Regions from separate parts of the Rattus norvegicus genome. Here region 1 is linked to region 2. A link is a contact called in public Hi-C data. All regions are on one chromosome and are shown on one strand. The core of a region is the stretch at or near the end of the contact, and the rest is flanking DNA. Distances in the headings are between cores, read along the strand shown. Region 1 overlaps Lhx9 (LIM homeobox 9). Region 2 has its middle 44 kb from the start of Atp6v1g3.

Region 1 (6,922 bases), core at 3,003-5,502, 540 kb after region 2:
GAAATTTTTTTCTGGAAAGCGTTCTACATGCTAACTTGCTTAACATTTGCTTTGGATATACAGCTAAGAGTAGCTTTACAAAAATTCTTCCTTCAAGTAGTCCCTTTAACAGTGGGGGGAAAAAAAAAGCCTCGTCCCTAAATAGATGCTCTTCTTTCCCATTGGTCCCTTGTTTCTGATGCCTTGTGCACCCTGAACTACACAAAGAACAAAACGTCAGAGCTCAGAATATACTTGTATGCTTCAATAAATCTGCTCATTGCATAGCGAACATGTAAACTCCCAGAGAATCTATAAATGCTTACCCTAGCCTCTAAAAATGGTTGCTGAAATTTTACATAGTAATTTATTCTGATGTTTATTTTTGTTGTAATGTTGGGCTTACTATTTCATTTTTGTCCATGTGTCAACTAAATATAGTAAGTGAAAATAATCCATCAAAAGTTAAAAAAAAATAATTTCACCTCATTCTCTAGTCTGGATCTCCCCCCGCCCCGGGCATAACAAATTAAAAGTATACTACTGTCCTGCCCCTTTAAGACAGTGCTCAAAATTAATTTCAGCGGTATGTGCTTAACATAAAGTTAACTATGTTTGCATCAAATAAAATGTTTATTAATGAAAGCTATTTATCATACAGGAAACAGCAGAGTCATCATTACAGAGGTGTACACTAGAGGTAACAGATGCAAATGTGCATGCAGAGCCTTCTGTTTAGAAAGGAAGTATAGACAATAATACGAAAATTACTGGCTTCATCCCTAGCCTCTCATTAAAGGGTAAAAGTTATTCTCTGAATTTACAATTGGAAAAATGCCGTTAACAGGTAGGACTGATACACATTAGCAAGCAGATGAAATGGATTTCTTTTCTTGGACTTTATTTTACAGTTATTGTGCTTGACAAATGTGTGGTATTGTTTCGGTAATGATTTTTTCCAAATGTGGGGAGGGCATATTAATGCCGGCTTGCTCTGGTTTTAGACATGGTTTCTCTCGCTCTTTTGTTAAACCACATGAGGCTAAGCCTTCGTTGGTGTCAGACATCATAAAGAACAGGTTTTGGTAACATTCAATAAATGACACTTAAGTCTCACTCTCTCTTTCTCTCTCTCTCTCTCTCTCTCTCTCTCTCTCTCTCTCTCTCTCTTTTGGTTCAATAAACTTTTTAATGTATGATTATCATAACCTAATAGTGTCTTTGTCTTCACTGCAGTGGATTTCCGATCAAATCTTTCCCCTTCCTTTAATACTTTAGGGAATTTTCAAACGTCGGGATGTTTGGCTGTAATGCCCCAAGATTTGTTCTCCCTGAAAAAAAATCATAGTGACAATTTATTAACTACAGAGCAACTTGGCTTTTAGGGGTCTGCAATTTCTATTTAGATTTACAAACATCCACTTGTGCTCAATAGACCTGATATTAAATCTTAATCATATTTAAGTTTTCTTTTCATGCAACTACAGATCTGCTCATTTATTTTCATTCTAGAAATTGAACTGAGTCAAATCAGTGGGGCATTACTTTTATTATAAACACGAATATTTAAGAGTATTTCAAGATTGAGTCAGATTTTTATATACAATGGTGTGTGCATTTGATATGAATCAGAAGTTTGGAAACCTAAGAACTATCTGTCCGTTTAAATTTTTTTTTAATGGAGCTGCTATTTCTTAGCTTTTACACATAGATATTGAAAACAAACTAATCCAAGTGAAACTTAAATAAAACTGATGGGAAATAAAACTCCTTAGATTCAAGATGGTTTATTCACACAAATTTAATAGGATATATCACAATTGTTTGGTCCATAAATATTTAGGGGAAATAGTTTCTATACAATGCATTTATCAATAAACAAAGGAACATGGACAATTTTGCTAGACCACTTACTGTACTATAAACACGAAGCTCAATATATAAGGTTATTGAATTTATCAACTATTTTTGAAAGAGTGCACAACTGCTTTCTATGACATGTTTGTCCCCTCTAACAGGATACACCATAAAAAGAGTTTCGGAAATAAGAGGTAAAACAGTACAAAACTAGTGAGGTGCCGAAAGGGTTAACAGTTAATTTAACAAACAACACACATAGATCCTGATTTCTCACAAACTTACTTCCAAGTTATATCATAAGGCACATAGGAGAACTGAGTTAAAGTCTGTCTACTTAATAAAGCAGACCTGTAGTACCATATATATATATATATTGTTCTGCCAAAGAACAAAATTTATGTGTCGATATTTTACCTGTAAAAGTGTGTTATATAAGATCTCAGCCTTACCAAGATTGTTTGGTCTGGTTAGTGGTAAATGCCCAAAATGTAAGAGAAATATGAAAGGTCAAGATTTAAGCTCCATAGAAGATGACCACACTTGCTAAATATATAATGGCGATCACACTTTTCTTCTGTTACAGTGTTAACTTCTCTTCCATCATCTTTTTTTTTTTAAAAATAAGCTACTTTCTGTGCTAATTTTCTAAAGACCCTGAGCAAGAGTTACAATAATGCACTTCAATGTGGGCAGTGAACTGTCGATAGGTAACCACACACTTATACAACCAGAAGGGCACCTTTAAAAATCTATTAAATAGCCACTTCGACCACCAGAGGAGATTTAAGGGGTGCAAAAAAGTGGACGGCATGTGCAAAGTTAGTCTTAACAATCCACTAAAGCAAGACATAGATCTTGACTTCTTCTTTTATTGTTTTAGGAAATCCACAATCTAGTTGGTTTGTTTTTTTTTTTTGTTGTTGTTGTTGTTGTTGTTTTTAAACTACAACAGAAGCAGAGAGATGAACATTCACCACTGCCCAGACCGTTAAGATTTCACCTTAAATTAAAAGGAAAAGAATGCTACTGTAAACTAGGAAATATATTCAGCTTGGCATCCACAAGGCTTCTGAGTTTGTCTACTTTAAGAGTCACAACTTCACATCTGTAATGTTAAAAGGATTTTAGACATGCGTCAACCTATGCCAAAATAAAATAAAGAAAAACCAAATAATTCTCATTGTTGGTGTTAGTTTACTAAGTCAGTTTAAAAAAGAAAGGAAGAAACAAGGAAAAGACATTATTTAGAATGCCAGATACAATGTCATGGTACAGCTGAAGCCAATTAATTAATTATTAATAAATTATGCCAATAATTTTACTTCTTAAAAAATTATATTTTGCTTATTTCCATTTCTCAAGGGAAAAAAACAGAAAGGTAGAAAGAATAGTTTCAGAGACTGGATGAGTTTTCTTTTCTTTGTGTGTGTGTGTGTGTGTGTGTGTGTGTGTGTGTGTGTGTGTGTGTGTGTGTTTTGGGAGGTCAAAAGTATAAAATTTCAAATTTTAAAGTGTAACTTTTCAGGGACTTTAAGATTTTTGTTTTTGAAAAGCAATAAAGAGTTGGGAGGGGGGCTGTACAACTCTAACAGCAGGAAGTCACATTCCTGAGTTAGACTGCCCACCCAGCTAATCATCATTTAAAATTGATATTAATGTTTTTGTTTAATTATATTCTTCACTCGAATTAGTAGTTCAAGGTAAAAAAAAACAGTAATAATATATTTGGTTTTTTTTAAAAAAATTTTTAATATAAAAACTTTTAATTGTAAGGTTTTAAAAAAACAATTAAGTATATGGTTGCTTAATAACCTGATCACAAGAACAGGAATATAATTTGCCCATCCTAATAGCATTCTTTTTTTTTCCCTTCGAGATTCTGGAAATAAGTAACATAAAATTTTAAGAGGCACTTATTAGACTGATTCAAAATCTTCCCTTACCAACTGAAAAAAAAAAAAACTGATTAAAGAAAAAAGGTCAAATACATCCTGGAGACCAAATTTGTTCACTTAAAAGCGACAATACTATAAGCTCATAGCCAAGGGGTGTAGATGCTACACGCCAAGCTGCTATTTTATTCCCCAAATATCTTGTGGGTTAGAAGAAGGAAAAAAAAGTCTTGTAAATAATAAAATAATAATATTACAATAATAATAAAAAGAGGAAGAATCCTTTAAAAAAAACAAAACCCAAAAAAAACCCCCCCAAAAAAAACAAAAAACAAAAAAAACAAAAACAAAAGCAAAAACAAAAAAAAAAAAAAACCAATGTTAGAAAAGGTTCGTTAAGGTAGTTTGTGAGGGGCTTCCGGATTCGTGGCTGTCCATGTTAGAGGTCACAGTTGTCACTACAGTGACAGTGGGATTGGTCAGGTCTGTTAAAGTGGTCGCAGTGCCGGGTGGAGTGAGAGCGCCGCTGTCTGCTGAGGGCGGGGCCGGAAGCGACGTGCCGTCAGCTTTATCAACACCCCCATTCTCCTGCCGCAAAAGGTTCCTTCTGAATTTGGCTCGTGCGTTTTGGAACCAAACCTGCAAACCAATCCCAATTGATTTCTTTATCGATTTTTTTTAAGTTCTTTTCTCTCTTCCTTTTTTCCTCCTTTTCTTTTTTTTCCTCTATTTCTCCTTTTAGATATCATTTTCTTTTTCTTGGAAAGAAAGTGGACTTTTTTTTTATTTCTTTCAAAATAAACTAATTCCAGTAGTAGAATAAATTTATACGCTCTTAATTTACATATTCCTGAATTAAATGTGCCACTTGGGATAACTGATGCTGGAACAGAGATACCACCGAAACAAAAACATGGAGTCTAGGGGGAAATACACCATCCCTCAAAAGAATAGGGAAAATCATGGTCACTAAAAGTGTCTCAAAGTAGGACTACTCACTTGAAAGGAACACCAAAAAGTTTAGCTGTTGGCTAGTCTGTCACCTGACAAATGCTGTAAAACCATAAAATTCTTCCCAGTCACAGACCCCCAAACTTCCAGAGAGATTTTGGAGAGCAGAAAATGTATGCTATTGGTCACTGAGGAGAGGGAGATGGCAGGTCACTCATGGCAACCCTGTATAACTTTATAATTCTTCCCAAAAGTCTGGGGAAGCAATTCAACACCAGGAAGAACTCCGGCGTTTTAACTACGACTTGGTAAAATGGAAAAATTCCCAGTCCAACTGCTCACTGAGGTACTAACCTTATTTTTGACCTCTCAAGTGCGAGGGGTGGGCCGCCTGAATGTGGAAAGGCATAACATATGAGTAGGCTGCCGGGAGTTTGTGGATATGGGACCGTAGCTCCTTAGAAACTAGCACATTAAACCCCGCCTGAGTGAATATCTCTACAGGCAAAACTTGTTTAGATAAAGTCAACGCCATGTATAAAACGATGAGGCTTTGGAGCCCACCTCTCTGTCTGTAGGGAGAATGTGAATCCTGGATGCCTCCCTGAGTTCCCTCCAGGAAGTCCCTGTAGGAAGATCGCTAAGGAAGGAGATGACTAGGAAGCAGAATAGGAAATATCCAAGTGATTAGGGAAGAGAACTAGTCGCTGTCCGGGGGAAAGGGAGGAGATAGAAACAAAGCCAATGATGGATGTGTCTTACCTGCAAAACTCTTTTGGTCAGGCCTGTTTTTTGAGCAAGCTGTTTGAGGTCCTTGGCATCTGGGTTATGGTTGATGGCAAAGTAGGATTTCATGGTCCGAAGCTGGTGGTGTTTGAAAGAAGTTCGCATCCGTTTGGTCTTCTGGGAAGGTGGGTAAGGCTGCTGGTCCCGGTCCAAATGGTCTGCCTCGTTCTCATTACAACCTGTTGCAGCAACAGGGAACAAGTAACAGCTCAGTGGAAACTTCTACACTGGCTTAGGGGACGTGACAGGCAGGGTACATGACAATGCTGTCTTCATAAAGCAAAAGGCTGTCAACCCAGTGGTGAATGATATCTGGACAAGAAGACAATGGCTATGGTCAGCTAACCTAGGCTATTTGGACACAGCTGGTTTACATACTGGAAAACATAAGTTAAATCCTTTCCTCTGCTTGATGTTCAGTAGTAAACATTGGGGGAGAGGTGGGAAGTAAGAAGAAAGACAACATCAGAAGAGGGAGAGGAGGAGGAGGAGGAAGAGGAGGAGGAAGAGGAGGAAGAGGAAGAGGAGGAGGAGAAACCTTTTTCTGATAGTTTATGTGGATTTTCACCCAGGTGTGCACATTCACAGGGTCTTTTGAAACCACGTGTTTGCCGGTTTCTTGATTCCCATGTTCTGTGTGAAGGCACTGTTCTTTATCATGATGAATATGGCAAATCAGGTTCCAAATTATCAACCAGCACACCACACATCTCACACACACACACACACACACACACACTCACACACACACTCACACACATACACGCACACATACACACACACTCACACACACACATACATGCTCACACACATACACGCTCACACACATACACGCACACATACACACACACTCACACACACACATACACGCACACATACACACGCACGCATACACACACACACTCACACACACACTCACACACACACACACACCCCTAAGGAATGACCTAAACCATTTTCTTATCCTAATAGCTTTCTCAACATGGTTGGAAAAAGGAAGAGACTTGAGAAAATGACCTTTTGTTGTGAATGTCTTAGAGAATCAGAAGAGCATTGTATTTGAAGAATTCTAGCTATAACTAGTTAGCTTGGGCTATGCCAGGAAGAAAACACTTTTCCCTTGGAGTTCTTCTAATAAATATTTCTGAAGGAAAATGAGCCCAGCCTTCTCTTCCCTCATGCCTGAGGCATTCCCCATAGCTCATTGCTGAAGCAACACTGATGGTTTCCATCCAGCCTGGTCCCCTGTGCTCTGGATGCGTCTAAGTCAGCCTTGAGCTGTGCCACTCACTGGTCTGACAGTGAGAGGGCAGCACCTTCTCTGCTCCTGGAAATCCTCCTTGGCACCAGGGGCAGAATAAGTCAAACTTTAAACCAAGGGGAAAGTCTTCATCCTCAAGATGTAAACACTCCTCCTATTTAAAGCCAAGGTGAAAAACATTTAATAATACTGA
Region 2 (7,417 bases), core at 4,044-6,543:
TTCTCAGTCTAAGAGTTGTGACCCTTTTGGGGAGGTCTCATATCAAATAGCATGCTTATTGGATATTTCCATTATGATTCATAACTGTATCAGAATTGCAGTTATGAAGTAACAACAAAATAATTTTACAGTTGTGGGTCACCACAGCATGGAGAACTGTATGAAAGGGTCACGGCGTTAGGAATGTTGAGAACTGCTGTGTGGAACTTTGTACAGTTTGCTTGGGCCTTCCGTTTCCCATCCCATCATAGCCTCAGCCTCTGCGAAGCACCTTTGTAGTTGCTAGTTCTGTGAGAGCCACGTAGAGATCATAGAGTCATTGGCTGGTCTCTGACTTATTTCATTATGCATAAGGCCCCTCAGAGACATAACACGGCGGTGACATCATTGGGTCTCTCCCATACTTATGGTTTCATCTAGTACTAATTATCTCATGAAGGTCTCGCCATCAAAGACCATCGTGTTGGGAATTAAGGTTTCATTATAGGAACTTAGCAAGACAGAAACCTCAAATCCATGGTGTATACCAGCCAAGCAAAAATTGTGTTTTCATTAACATGTTACATATACCAACAATTATAGTCACAATACAATTTTGGACGCCATTTTTTTCCCTCAGGGAAGAGAAACCTACTTTGAGTCTGGTGCATTTTAGAGAAATACTTTGGATTTCTGCTCGATAGTTCCTCTTTGCCGTGTGTGCAGGGTGTGAGTTCTGCTCTGTGCTGGGCAAGGTTCTCCATTATTTTGTTTTGAGCTGGCACTGTCCTGGGTGAACGCAGGCTAAGTTCAGGCTGCTGGCCATCTTCAGTGAGCAGTTATCTTCAAAGACAAACGGCATTTGCGAAGCTTTACTGTTTGTTGTTTTTGCTTCCCTGCTGCTTTGTAACACTCAGAGCTCTGCAAACCTGTGACCAAGAAGATAGCACATTTTCCCAAGCAGACACCAGCCTCATCGCCTCTGCTCGCCCTGCTATTTTTTTTTTTTTTTTGGTTCTTTTTTTCGGAGCTGGGGACCGAACCCAGGGCCTTGCGCTTCCTAGATAAGCGCTCTACCACTGAGCTAAATGCCCAGCCCCCGCCCTGCTATTTTAAGCAAGTTTCCCTACCCTGTTGCATGTATTAACGGGGAGAAAATTTTTAGGGTGAATGATTATTCCACAAATTTGTCAGTAAAGAAGAAAGGTAGATCAAGGAAGGGAAGAAAGAAAGAAAATGGACGTAATCTTCTCCCGCTTCATATTGCCGCATGTTTCTCCGGTTCCCTGCTGTGCTGTGAAAGCCTTCTGCAATCAGTTCATTAGAATGTGTTCTCAATTCATTACTGTTCTACGATACCAGCACACATGAAAGTAAGCCAAACGTAGTTAGAGCTGAACCAACACTGATTGCAATTTCCTTTCAAATTAGCATCAACGTGTAAGTATTTCTGTTATGCAATAAGGAAATACATTTTTTTATTAAAAACAATAAGGGGAAATTGACCATTTTTGATAGAAAAAAATTTAAATCTAATATATGACTAAGGAAGAACATTTAGCCTGACACATACGGACTGAAATGGCTCCGTGCCCATGCAGATACGGTTGGTACCAATTGCGATGCTTGTGGTAGATTTGCCACCTCTGATGGAGGATGGGACCGTGTGTGCCATCGTCTCTAGCTGCTTCAGCCTATTTTAATCCCATTGTTTTTTGTTTTTTGTTTTTTTCCTGTTTTACTCTATTGCCGGGATATTTAGTTAAGTTCACTCATTCCACACAGAGCTGTCCAGAACACGCTGCCAGAGGCTGCGCTGTCTCCAGCTGTGGTGAGGTGGGTGACTTTTCTAGAAGCCAGAGTGACGCAAAGACAATCACGTGTTAAAATGCCCAGTTAATAATAGCCATGGATCATAGCAGGTGGGACTCACGGACAAAATAGACACAATTGATTCCGTAGGAGACCTGCTATAAGTGAATCGTGTACCATTAAGACTATGGCTGTGTTAAGTGGTGAATAAAGCTACAGGAGACTCTCACTCTTTTTCCTCACTCTCACTCTTCCTTCCGCTCTTCCTCTCTCTCTCTCTCTCTCTCTCTCTCTCTCTCTCTCTGTCTCTCTCTCTTTCCTCCCCTTCTTCCCTTCCTCCCTCTCTCTCTCTGTCTCTCTGTCTCTCTCTCTGTCTCTCTCTTTCCTCCCCTTCCTCCCTTCCTCCCTTCCTCCCTTTCTCTCTCTCTCTCTCTCTCTCTCTCTCTCTCTCTCTCTCTCTCTTCCTCTCCTGGCTTGACATGATTAAAAAAAAAAAAAAAAAGACTATGGCTGTGCGATCTACACAGGTTGTCAATCGCCTCTCAGAGTTTCTCATGTTTATGGTGCTAAGCTGTAGTAGGAGAATGTGGAAAAATGCCCAGTGACTATGAGGATGAGGATGAGGATGATGATGATAAGGGGGAGGAGGAGGAGGAGGAGGAGAATTTTGTTAATGTCTTGTGAAAGTGTTAAGAGGACACGCCTGGTACTTTCTGAAAAGCAGGAGAAAAAAATGCAAACTGACATAGCTCATGCTTTTGTCCTGGAACAAACACCAATGCTCCCTCAGAGACTCCCAGTCCAACCCCAATGCTGTGTGCAGCTGTCTGTGCACACAGTTCATTTAGCAGTGGTTGTTGTCCTCTCCTGGCCCAGTCTCCCTAGGCCTGACACTTACTGTAGAGGGAAGTTTTATCACTAGTGGACCAAGACTTCAGGAACGAGGGCTGCCAGAGTGAGGACAGACTTAGGTTTGTGCCAGCGAAGCCAAGAGGCCAGAGCACACAAAACCTGGGTGACAGAAAATGACACCGGGTCAAACAGGCATTCTTCTAACTGTGGTGGCAAACGTTCTCTGCCTTCTGGCTGCCAGCCCCTTTTCAGAGCTGATTCCCAAAGGATTATTTCCCTTTGTTTAGCTTCTGTGTGCAGTCAATTAATTCATGATTTGTTGTTATTAGAAAACCAAAACAGAGGGAAAAAATAACTTTCTCCAGCACTTAAAATAATGCCCACAGGAACCCACCCAATAAAATGGCCCGAAACAAAACCCTTGCTTCAAAGCCAGAAACAATGACAAAGCTGCGAGCTCTGCCCACAGCTACCTATACTGCGTGAGTGTGGGGAAATATGCGAACTGGCAAACGGGGTGTGTGGCACTGCCTCTCTCTTGCAATTGCGGAGCTCTTTGCCCAGGGCAAGGAACACTGCAGAAGCCAGCAGCAGCCAGGCAGGGCTGTCAGCACGAACCTTATCACTTCTGGCACCACAGTTTACCAAAGTTGCTTATTGGTAAGCAATTACCAATAAGGCCCGAAGAGCTCAAAGTGCAGGTAGAGTAAGTCATAAATAGTTCAGTTTTAAGCCAGCTTTTCCATCCATGGAAATATGAAGCTGCCGAGGCATGTGTGTGTGTGTGTGTGTGTGTGTGCGTGTGTGCGTGTGTGCATGTGTGTGTGCGTGTGATGTGTGCATGTGGTGTGTGCGTGTGTGTGGATGTATGTGTGTGTATGTGTGTGTGTATCTGTGTGTGTATTTATGTGTGTGCGTGTGTGTGTGTGTGCACGTGTGTGTGTGCACGTGTGTGTTAGTGTGTGAGTGTGTGAGCATGTGTGTGCATGTGTGTGTGTGTGTGTGTGCAGGTGATGGATTTTGTCAGAGGGTAGCCATCCTCAGAACATTTATAATGAGAAAGTTGCTTGTCACTAGGTCAATGGTCCAGAAGGATTAACCCAAAATGTTACCTATACTTTATCATATTAAAATTATGTACAAATTATTTGTTGCAAGTTATTTATAAAATACAAATTTGTATCATTAACAATGTTTAAAAAATTACCAAAAATGAACCAGGATAGACAAGGAAAAAATTTAAAAACTGGATTTTATATAATTTGGTATAACCAATAACAAAGTCGCTCATTTACTAAATCATCTCTGTCTGAATTTTTATCAACTCCACAGTATTTTTAAATTAGAGTTTACTTACTAATAATAGTATGTTTAGGGTTGCTACATTAAACTAGGTTGTTGCCAAGAGTGGCAATCCGTTTTGCCTTCTGTAGGGAACTGTAACCGTATGGGTTAAAAGGCTTGGTTTAAAACTTTGCATAAAGTGTTCTTCACAGCCTGCGTCTGGCAGACACTCTGAGTCCCTTGGGGGTGTTTTTTCCTTCCTCTCCTCTTGCCCGTTTCCCATCCTGACTAGTTTTCTTCCTGTCTCTCATCCAAGCCTGCAAAATGCCATCAGGAAGGAAGGAGCACGGTGCTCTGGAAGTTCTGAGACAGAACCAGCTCTGCCACACGCCATAAAATGGAGCGCCAGATCCATCTAGGTGCGGCAGGGAAGTGGATTAGCCTTGCCTTCACCTCCTCGGTGTAGGAAGAAATAGAAAACCTTGCTGCATTCAGTTCTAAAATTACAACTATCCCACAGGCCGTGCCTTCATCAGAAATGCTTCTGTGGGTATTTTACCTAACAACCACCAATACATTTCTGAAAATACCAGTCGAGTTTTTATGCAAGGTCTGAGGACAACCAAGGTTGAAACAATCAGACTTGGGCTTGCTCACTTTGAATGGAAACAAAGCATCTTTCCTATCTGTGGGTTGTGGTTTTCCCTTCAGTGCACAGTTTTGGCTTTGGATCTTCCTTCCCTAACACCCCAAGACTATTTCAGAAACAAGGAGTAAGATGGCGCCCCTGCTTCTGTCTTAGTTTCGCTTCCTCTTGTTTCCACTAGGAGGACGTTTACTTCGTCTTAAGTTGCGAGACATTGTCATTTGCCATCCACAGTCTTTGGTTTTACTTGATAAACATGTTATCCTTATACTGGGGAAAGGAACTGTTTCTGGTTATGTTTTGAGATTTGTTTTCAAGCTAAACTGTAATCAACAATTTCAGTCAGTAGCCTGGTGTTCTATCAAAACATAATATCAAATTAACTGTGAGTACTAAGTAGCCTGAAACTAAACCGCTAGCCAGAATCAGCCAAGTGAGTCTTTGAAGCAGAGCAAATAAGATTGGATCTTTGGTTTTCGCAGCCAATGAAGTATTAAAATTTTCTCCTTCGTTTGTGCAGACAATCCTGTTTTGACCACTAGATGGCGATATGAACTCGCTGAATTTGGAACCCGACCAGCCCCATCCATAATTTCAAAGAGAAAAAAAGATGAGGATTTTCCTTAACTGATTTGATAGTCTGACACATACTGTTAAGGAAGTGGATTTATATGATGTAACAGCTATTTCATTAAGTTTCCGTGAGAAAGAAAGCATCCTCTTCTGGCAAGAAGACGTGTCTGCTTCTAAAACACAAGCCAGGGAAATCAGGAAGCAGAGTACAGTGGGAGGGGAGGGGAGAGGCAGACAGGCTTGCTGGCCAATTTGACTGCTTCGAGACTGACTTAAATATTTTCCTGACTACTTGACAGTCAAAATGGCGAAGGCAGTTTGTTTGTGTCAACACAGGGTGTATTTTGTGCCTCGAAAAGTGAATATCTATATTGCTAGACTTCCTTCCTGTCTGCCTCTTTTGTACCCCAGCTATTTGGCCCAGTTAGTTGGGGCAGTCTGCTACTGAAACCATAGTTGCTAGGGGAATAATCTTGGCAAGAAAGCATGCCCTCGATTTCGGCCGGTCACTAGACAAGTGCTTGATCTACAGATATTCCTGTATAAGGATGTCCTGATGATCAGAAAAGGAACATCTTTGCAAGAAGGGAAAAAACAAAAACAACATCAATCAAAAACAAACAAACAACAAAACAAAACATTCCATGAATGGCAACTCCCAAGTGTCAGTTCTCTAGAAAGGACTCAAGTGAATAATTGTAGAACTCAACTATTTGATGAGGCCAGCCATATTCTTTGTCCCTAAAACCAAGTATGTTCTGCACACAATTGCTTCAAACTGAAAGAGAGGGGAGAGAGAAATAATTGGAATCCCACCAGCCTCACAATACAGTCACAAAGACCAACAGGCAAACAAACACGGGAGAGCGCGGTAACTACAGTAAAAAAGAGATGTACTCCCAAATGCCAAAGGAAGTGAGTAAGAGTTGACATTTAAGGCCAGCCACGAAGTTAAGAGTCAAACAATGACAGGAAATCAACTAGAAAATGTGACCAAAGGCATTCCGGATGATAAAGTAACAGTATAAGAAACCAACAAATTACAGAATTAGTGTTTAAGAATACCTGTCCATGGGCTGGAGAGATGGCTCAGCGGTTAAGAGCACCGACTGCTCTTCCAGAGGTCCGGAGTTCAATTCCCAGCAACCACATGGTGGCTCACAACCATCTTTAATGGGATCTGGTGTCCTCTTCTGGCCTGCAGGTATGCATGTAGGCAATAATAAATAAATCTTAAAAAAAAAGAACTTTAAAAAAAAGAATACTTGTCCATGTGCCAGGAATGTGGTCTCTGTCATCGGCACCTGCACTAGCTATGTGGATGAGGGGTGGTCAAAAGACAGTGATTTTCCATAATCTAAAATGTATAATGAGTATCAGTGAATCCTCCCGGCAGAATCAACTGGGAGAAATAAGTATATAGTCTCTTGTTTAGGAAGCCTGAGCAGTCTCAGAGAGAGCAGATCTCACCCTCACAGAGCGTAGGGCTCAAACACCTCTCTTTCCCTGTGCTTTGTGCTTGGTGACTTCCTTCCAAACCCCGGAGTGTGGAAAGAGAAGTTAGGCATGGAAAACTCAGGGTTGTGGGATGGTGATTGCTCAGGCTGACCTGTCTTATAACTTTCACTAGTCTTTCCCCTCAAGCACATAATCCAGAGCTCGTCGGGGTGTCCTGTAAATCCCTCCTGAAGCTCGGTGTACAAAAGACAGGAACTCTTCACAATTGCAATGGACAGCTGAAACATTTGCAACCAATAAGGTGTGCGGGAACCTTGACAGAGAAATGACATGCCTTGGATAGGATCCTAGAACAGGAGAAAGAGGGTGGGGAGTTATAGTTTAGAAGAAAAATAATCTGAATGAAGTGTGAACTTGATTGGATAACGCAGTGATATCTGTTCATTAGTTGTCCCAAGTGACAGGAGACACCATTAGATGTGGTATGGATGTACACTCTTGGCACTATCTTTGAAATAGTTTTTTCTTTTTTGTAATAAAAAATAATACATAAATGTGCTCTCTTGGTTTCACTGGTTGGCTTTGTTTGGTTTTGAGATAGGATTTTGCTAAGTATCCCTGGCTGGACTGGAAGTCCTATGGACTGGTCTGGCCTCAAGCTGATGGATCTGTGACAGGCGTCTAGAGGATGGACACCAGCAGGGCCTGGGGACACGTGGAATGGGAAGGACTGTGTTACCTCTTAGAGGCCTGTTATATAACGACGCTATGAAATGAGAAATGCAATGTTAGGAATGATGATAAAATTAGGGT

Evidence for each region. A called contact is a pair of places that touch in the nucleus more often than the background predicts.
Region 1: a Hi-C map of the A7r5 cell line shows a contact between it and region 2, with 8 times the contacts expected there. The contact joins two enhancer-like sites. A contact is called at or near these places in 4 of 12 Hi-C or Micro-C datasets (the A7r5 cell line, the Rat2 cell line, Schwann cells and 1 more).

Annotation. Positions count from the first base shown.
Region 1 is chr13:52,940,614-52,947,535 of GRCr8, forward strand. It overlaps Lhx9 (LIM homeobox 9), which reads right to left. Exons shown (of 7, transcript NM_181367.2): 6 at 5,445-5,647; 7 at 4,108-4,370. The coding sequence ends at 4,113. Among named protein-coding and RNA genes, the nearest start is that of Lhx9, 17 kb to the right of the region's middle. Within about 2 kb of position 4,253, at least 4 of the 93 cell types and tissues checked have an H3K27ac peak or open chromatin away from gene starts, as enhancers often do. A contact at or near this core is called in the A7r5 cell line, where this site is marked.
Region 2 is chr13:52,402,703-52,410,119 of GRCr8, forward strand. No RefSeq gene overlaps it. Among named protein-coding and RNA genes, the nearest start is that of Atp6v1g3, 44 kb to the left of the region's middle. Within about 2 kb of position 5,294, at least 15 of the 93 cell types and tissues checked have an H3K27ac peak or open chromatin away from gene starts, as enhancers often do. A contact at or near this core is called in the A7r5 cell line, where this site is marked.